Linked DNA regions of Mus musculus: region 1 is linked to region 2. A link is a contact called in public Hi-C data. All regions are on one chromosome and are shown on one strand. The core of a region is the stretch at or near the end of the contact, and the rest is flanking DNA. Distances in the headings are between cores, read along the strand shown. Region 1 has its middle 38 kb from the start of Tnks2. Region 2 overlaps Hectd2os (Hectd2, opposite strand).

Region 1 (4,163 bases), core at 1,616-4,115, 130 kb before region 2:
TGCCTCCATCTCATGAATGCTGAATTAAAATCATGTTCCAACACAACCAGAAAAAAAAAAAAAAGAAAAATTGATACATAGTTTTTGTCATCTGGAAGCTGATGTCACAGAGCATAAAGCAAAACACGAACTTGAAGATAATGCATAAACTTTCTTCTTTTTAAGACATTGTCTCACAATCTGACTGAGACTGGCTTTGAATTCTTTATTTGGCTCTTTATTAACTCTTTATTCGGTTGATCACAAATTCTTCATAATCCTGAGTGCTGGCATTACAGGCATGTACCACAACACTTGGCAATTTATAAATGTTTAATATTTAAACATTCATATGATAAACACTATTTTTAATATTTTATTATGAAGGCTTTAAAAAAGTATATATAAAAGCTAAAAGAATTGGTTCGAGTCTCTTAGTACATTTCAACTGTGCTTCAAAAAAAAGCTAAAATAATTGTATAATGAACATTTATGTACTGACCACTTATTTACACCAGATGTTGGCAGACAGGGGCCAGATCTAATTGCTGGGTCTCTTTTGTAAATAACGTTCTATTGGAACACATCCCTGTCATGATGTATCTGTTCCTCTGGGCATGACAGAGAAGCTGTGGTGGCCTGCAGAAGACCCTCAGCCATAGTCATGGCAATGAGCTGAGAAGCACAATGATAAGCCAGGAGCTAGGTCCGGGACATTAGTGGCAATGAGATGGTTGGTGCGGTTTGCAGGATGCCAGAATGTGGAGGAGGGAGTTGGACTTCTTGGTGGTGCAGTTGCCCAGAAGTTGCCCAAAGGACTCCCCAGTGGTACAGCTGTCTGTGAGTGGCCTGCGCTCCTCTAAATACCACTAATAAATTCATCCGTCTGACTATTTATGTGATACAATAACAAATCCGAGTGGTTCAAACAGAAAATGTAAATCCTAAAGTCCATGCTATGTACATTTACATATCCAGTCATCAACCCACTATAGACTTGAGAGTGGATTTCAGGGTCATATTTACCCACATAACTCCCAAAAGCTCATACCAAGAGATAACATTGAAACAAGTAACCGCTTAGCTAATATCAAACTCTGTAGTGGCTCTTCTGGACACAGGGCATGTGACATTCCAGTAAGGGAGGGGGTGGGCCAAGATTTCCAGAGGGAGAGTGAGCAGAGCAGATGGAGAATCATTAATCCACAAATCCGCGATCAGCAAGCTGAAAGATTCTAAAGCATGTTTACCATGATCAAGTAGATAAAAGGGAGCCCTGTGACCACTCAGGCGGAACATCAAAGCAACCATCACAGCCTTGCGCCCAGGTGGGGTGCCTTCCTCTGAAGGTGAGTCTTACCCACGTGACTCTTCACACAAGTCGTGTATTCAAGCTGAGTGCTGATTCGCTAAAGGTGCAGCCCTTTGAGGATTCGGGAGAGAGACAGAAACAGAGAGAGAGAGAGAGAGAGAGAGAGAGAGAGAGAGGCTGTTCATTCTTTTTTTTCTGGCTGTCCTGGAACTCACTTTGTAGACCAGGCTGGCCTCGAACTCAGAAATCCGCCTGCCTCTGCCTCCCGAGTGCTGGGCTTAAAGGCGTGCGCCACCACGCCGTGGAGGCTGTTCATTCTTATAGACTCCTTCACAAGGGATCACTTGCCTTTTCAAAAGGCATTGAAGGGGGGCACGTGACTACAGTTTAAGCTCTCTGCAAAGGCCATCTTTATCTAATAGACAGCAATGCGGTCTAACCCTCAATTCTTCAGTGCTTTAGACTGGAACACTTGAAATGTTTAGGCAAATCCCCACATGCAGAATGCCATTCCCTAATGGAGCTTGACTTTGGAAGATTTTTATTTGTGGAGATAGGTGGGGTATTACCATAAGCAACCCTGTCCTCAGGGGCTGGGGTATAGTCCTGGAGACACTGCGTTCCTTTTGTCCAATGGTATCAGTTCCTTGCCCTTGGCGAGCCTCACACTTCTCCAAGTAAAACTTAAGGGGCTCTCTGAAGAATACAAAATATCTACTTGGAAAAACTTCAGGTCTAGTTAACAGGACAAGAGCTACCTAGGCATGAAATGTAACAAAATGACAAACTGGAAAAAAAGTGAGCTTATCAAAACCATTTGTCAGTCGTTAAAGCATTTTTCCCCCCTTGGTTACACTGGCGATTTGTTCATGGAGTCCATCAGCTGTGCCCTGGTGGTCCAGATTCCATGCCGATTGTACTGTGATTGGTCCAGATAGAAAAGATGTGATGTGAACAAGAAAAGCACCTAAGTACTAACAGGATGAAGAGGTATGGGGTGGAGACGAAGAAAGAAAGATGAGGCAGTTGCTGTTTTAAGTAGGAGAGTTGACAGGAAAGATCTGAAGAGAGGGAAGGAGGCAGTGAGTGCCTGAGCAAAGCATGTTCCAGACAGAGAACCTCAGAGGACAAGATCTGGGTACAGGAATCTCTGGTGGCTTAAAGAGCACCAGAGAATACAGAAGAACTCTCCCCTCCCCTCCTGCAGCCCGCTGCCGAGGCGACCGCCCTCTCTCCTCTCAGTCATCTCTGTGATCTCCCTCCGGTCTCTGATCCATAGGCTCACGCAGCTCCATCTTGACCACTCTGCTTTGCGTGGGACCCGTCAATCTCCTGTGTCAGATAAGGATTCGGCTTACACGTTGTGCCTCCTCTCCTTATCCCTCCCAGTGTCCGTTACACAGGAGTTTTAGTCACGGCCCCAGCTAGCAGTGTATATGCACCACGTGAGACTCTTGTTTCTAGGTCTATCAATTTTGTGAAGAAAGATTTGTTGGGGCAGTGCAGACAGATCACAAGGCCAGGCAAAGGGTAGAAGTCTGGATGTGGCACAAAGTCCAGAGGTTTTGAAAGGTGCAGAGTTTAAAGCTGATTTGTTTAGGCCAGCCTCCCTGGGCAGAGATGATGAAATGCCCATTCTAGTGCCAGAAGTGTAAATAGAGATTAAGATGTCAGTGCACATGGGTCTGGCCTGGTGTGGCAGAGCTGCTCTTGGGAAGACTAGAGAGTTTAAAGACATTACATTTGAACAGTTAGAGGGTCTGAGGTGCTAGGTTCTTTCTCATGGGCAGAGAAAGAATAGCTTCTCCTTCTTAGGCACAGTTCTACTCATTGCTGGGATACTGTGTCATATATTTGCCCGAGTGCTGTGAGACCCAATACCCATCCCCTCCTCTTCAGCTATCAAGGGGCTGCCTCAGACATCTTTCCAAGCTTCTTTGGCATCATCTGGCTTCTAGTCTCATTTCACCCCTGGGTGCCTGTAGAGGGTACATCTTGTGTATTGCCTGGATGTATCACCTGTCAATTAAAAAAACAAACAAACAAACTATGGCTTACAGGAAAGGGTAGAATCCATGAGGCAGAAAGGATTCTGGGATAGATCGAGGCATGGGAGATTTGCTCAGGAAGATGTGAAGAGACAGATGCATGGTCTCTGAGCACAGGTAACCAGCATGTGGCAAATGTAGATTAAAATAAATGAGTTATTTTAAATTATGATCGAGTCAGAGAAGAGCCAAGCTATATGGCCAAGGTATTTGTAAATATATTTAGACTCTGAGTCTTATTTCTGGGAGCACGGGGCTGGGAGGAAGACCAGACCTGACTTTTGCAGGTGCTCAGAAGGGAGGTTGATATTTTGTCTCCCATTTCTCTGCTATAGGAGGTCTCTTAAGTTTCCAGCCCCACTCTGATACCCTGGCTTTTGGGTTTTACTAAGGTGGTCGTAGCTAGCAACTTGTGACCATGTTCACCCTTGTATCCAGGACCTCAGTATCCAGTGTTTATTCTAAGTTCTCCAACACTAAGACTGGTTCCCTACATGAATTCATACGCATTTGACCATTGGATAGAGGCTATGTTTTCTCTAATGCACGTGATCAATGCATGTTTTCAAACTGAAGTCATAAACCAATCGGTTCCTAACCAGTGAATGAAAATAGTACTGGACTTGAGACAGCTTTCACATTATTGTTTGTATTTTTAAGTCCTAAAACTTGTTTTTGCTCCCTTTCAGTGCCAAAAGTTCTTTTCTGCATCTAGAATGTTCTCACAAATGTGACCGTATCATGTGAGAATGCTTCAAGGACGGCTGTTTCCTTGAGTACACAGTTATTACCTCTGCAGGCCACTCAAGTCCTTCCCCCTTTGC
Region 2 (3,940 bases), core at 691-3,190:
TGGCCAGATCTGTCACCTGTGAGATTAATTGTGACAGGAGGAGTGGGCTTTGACAGTGTCCCATACCAACTGGCCCTTCTGCCGTTATAATTGTGGGCCCTGGGATACTGGCAACTGTGACATTTACCAAGCAGACCAGGATAGAATGCTCTGGTTTGGAGGCTGCTGGGGGCTTATGACTCACTTAAATTTACATCCCCTGTGCCCGAAGGATAGGCAGTGTTCAGTAAACACTTGCTCAATCAGTGAGTCAATCAAAGTTAGGAAAACATGTGCAGACACCCTAGGGATTTTAGAGAGAAACATTATCAGACTTTGTCTCTCTTGGAAGGATGGACATGAGAGGACCGTGTAGTAAGTTTAGAAAACTTAAACCATCACAGCTCGAGGAGGCCAGTGAGGGGACGGACTCAGCTGGCTGCCTTGGGTCATGAAGAGTCAGTCTTACATAAGCAAATATAAGCCTGGGAGTCAACGATCATTGAGAATTCTTTTATTTCAGGGCTTAGTTGCTTCTTCCCCGGATATGCAGAACCTTGAAGTATCATAGTCCTTACTGGGTCCCAGTTGCCCCAGATCCTGTACGACACAGAGGTAACGAGCAGCATTTCTTACTTGCCAGGCTAGTTATCAGAATTTACTCTGAAGATGCATCTTGCAATTAGCCCGGAGGAAGATGGGCCTTATGGGGCACTTCCCTACCATGTATCACCATGGAGCCCCTGGGAGGGAGACTCCATGGGGCTGCTTTTCCACAAGATGCCACCCCAGCAATGGCAGACTCAGGATATCTCGGAACGGGTAGATGATAGCATCATGTGCTCAGAAAAATCCAGCCCTTTCTCTCCTACCACACTAAGAACGAGTAAGGATTTTGTGGCCATAAAACCTAAGGGAATTTGGAAGAAGCTCCTCCGAGAAAGGTTGCAAGCCCCAATTTATTGATTTCTTAGCTTCCTATCAACCCTCAAGTTCTGTGATGCTTGTATAAATGAATGGATTCACCTCTGTGTGTTGAACACAACTCCTTCACCCTGCCCCCTCCTTTTCAGTCACTTGATAACATATTTAAATAAAACACACACACACACACACACACACACACACACACACACACACACACCTCTAGTCAGTTCTAGAGTGAATTATTTAAAATAACTGACTGACTGAATCTCTGCTCAGTGGGTCCAGCATTTAAGTCTCACTTAGGCCCTGGCTATACTTCTTTTATTTCAGTTTTAAAAGACATCTCCAACAGAGAAACGGCTTGAGGCTGCAAAGGGCAGCGTCAGAATTCTTTTCTTTCTCTGCAGTCAGTGACAGGGCAGACGAATAGACCATCACAGAAGCATATACCCACTCCAGATGGGGAAAATGTTCCTGTTGCTTTTCCTGACTTGAGGCTAAATTTGGCTTTCACACCCAAACCACTTCAGCCTCAAAAAGAAAAAAAAATAGTGACAGCTCTCCACTTAAGTGAGGAAACTGATAATTACCTCCCAGGATGGTGTGACAGTTATGTGGACCTAAGGACTTAGCAGACAGTGGAGTTCTGTGCGAGGGAATGGATCTCAGCAGGTTTTTGCCCTCATGTTGCAAGTTGTTAAAATTACCATCAATGTGAGGGTGTCCGTGATTGGCAGTGTCTCGTTCTAAACTTGGGGTGGTGGAAATTCTCGGTCCGTGGCATCTCTCTTTGTTGGAAAACACTCTCCATCTCTGCTCCAAAGCCCAAGCTTCATGTCTCTCTGCACCAACTCTTCCTCTTTCATTAAGAGTATTATTATGCTGTTCGGTGTAGATGCTCAACTCAGAAACTCCCTAAGTGTCTAAGATGGCAGCAGCCAACCCAGAATGTGTTGAGAAGCCCATCCAGGGCCAGGATGGCCAGCCAGATCAGTGGACTTTCAATGTAGGGCAAGGGCTGTTGTGTATGTCTTGTTATAGGACAAAGAGGAAGTCTGATCAATCAAAGTGAAATTAAAAATTAACATGCTTCTGTTTGCTCACTTATAATCTTTGAAGAGGTCAATACCCAGGGACCCGAGCCAGCAACCTGGTTTGAGGCTGGCCACAGAATATGCTTGAAGACCAGTTTGGGTAAACAGGATCGAGAGCAGCTGGGCAGGATTGGGGTTAATTACAGTGAGGATATGGGCACTCACAAAGAGCTTAAACATCCCTTTCTGAGGGCTGGCGTTTGTGCTGCTGGCATGGAGAGTTGGAGAGGACCTGGAGTCTTTGGATGGCATGTGCTCCAGTGGTTCGCTCCAAGGAAGACCAAAGATACCAAATGCTCTCTCTCTCTCTCTCTCTCTCTCTCTCTCTCTCTCTCTCTCTCTCTCTCTCTCTCTCTCTCTCTCCCTCTCTCTCTCTCTCTCTCTCTCTCTCTCTCCTTTCTCTCTCCCCAGGGCAATATGTCAGTTAGAGGTGTAATGAAGCCAGCTAGAGATGAGACTGGTGTGTTATAGGAGACATATGTAACCAGACAAAATCTAGGAGTGGCTTGTTCCCATTATCCCTTTCCTTTTTTAGTGTGTGTGTGTGTGTGTGTGTGTGTGTGTGTGTGCCTATACCTGGGAAGTAGATATTCCATTATAATTACTGACTTAAATATACCTATTAATGTTGTCTTAGGGTTTCTATTGCTGTGATAAAACACTATGATCAAAAATAACTTGGTGAGGAAAGGGTTTACTTCAGGTTATAGTTGCCATCCATCATCCAGGAAGGAAGGGCAGGGATGTGGAAGCAGGAACTCAATTAGTAGACATGGAAGAATAATGCTAACTGACTTGCTCCGCATGTCTTGCTTAGTCTGTTTTCTTATATCATCCAAGATCACCTTCCCAGAGCTGGCACAACCCACTGTGATCTGTGCCCCCACTCCCCATCAATCATCAATCAAGAAAACGCCCACAAGTTTGATCACAGGCCACTCTGGTGAGGACCATTTTCTCAGTAGAGGTTTCCTCTTCCTAGATGACTGTAGATGGAGTCAAGTTGACATAAAACTAGCCAGCATAGCTGTAAACTGTACTTCCCAGAAAAAAGAAAATTGCTCTGGTATTGAAAACTCTACAGGCCCAAGTGACTGAATTATCCTGGAGACAATTTATCCTGGGCTATTTTTAGTCCCTTTTGAAAGCAACTCATCACTATCCTGTACCAAACCCAACACCCTTGTAGCTATCAAAGCTTTAAAAGTATTTTTAGCAGACCTCTAGCCTCCACCAATCCAAAAGCTAAGAACTCATCAGACCTATAGCAGAATTTTCTCCATTCTGCGATTACACATTAATCTGTGGCACTAACAATGTATTTAGTAAATTATTGATCCATGACTTTCTTTGTTATATAACCAATAGGCTCTCTTATAAGCACTTCCTCACGGGAGCAAGTTTTCCACAGCAACCTGAACCCAGGTTCCAGGGCCAGGACCTTAACATCTGCATTTGGCTCTAGCATCTGTTTTTACTCCCTTTGAGGTGAAAGTTGTGGAAGTTTTTGTTTGCTTGTTTTGCATTGACAGCACAGTTACTAGTCTATAGTTACTTAATAAACACTTGATGGCTGAAGTTAAAAAAAAAAAAAAACAAAAACAAATGACTGGACAAAGCTCATGTAAGACTAGGAACCGAAGAATGTGAATTTTAATTTATAGTCAATCAGTCTCATGTAGTCATTGATCCTTGTCTCTCACCTACAGGCACACATGATATTTGAATCCTAGAGATAATTGACAATATTTCAAGCTACTTGGGGTATGCTACTGGTTTTTAGTGAATAGAGACCAGATATACAGCCAACCATCCTACAACACTGAAATATCTTGGCCAAAGTGTCCATAGTAAAAGACTAAGAAATATTTGTATAAATGCTGTATAAGAGAACACTGCCAAATTGTTCATAGTGATAACTTATTCAGAGGAAGATGGAA

The links. A called contact is a pair of places that touch in the nucleus more often than the background predicts.
Region 1: a Hi-C map of liver shows a contact between it and region 2, with 3 times the contacts expected there. A contact is called at or near these places in 4 of 484 Hi-C or Micro-C datasets (liver, nephron progenitors and ventricular fibroblasts) and 1 of 130 datasets of targeted methods (the NIH/3T3 cell line).

The regions. Positions count from the first base shown.
Region 1 is chr19:36,794,198-36,798,360 of GRCm38.p6, reverse strand. No RefSeq gene overlaps it. Among named protein-coding and RNA genes, the nearest start is that of Tnks2, 38 kb to the left of the region's middle.
Region 2 is chr19:36,662,176-36,666,115 of GRCm38.p6, reverse strand. All of the region lies in intron 2 of Hectd2os (Hectd2, opposite strand), which reads left to right. Among named protein-coding and RNA genes, the nearest start is that of Hectd2os, 25 kb to the left of the region's middle.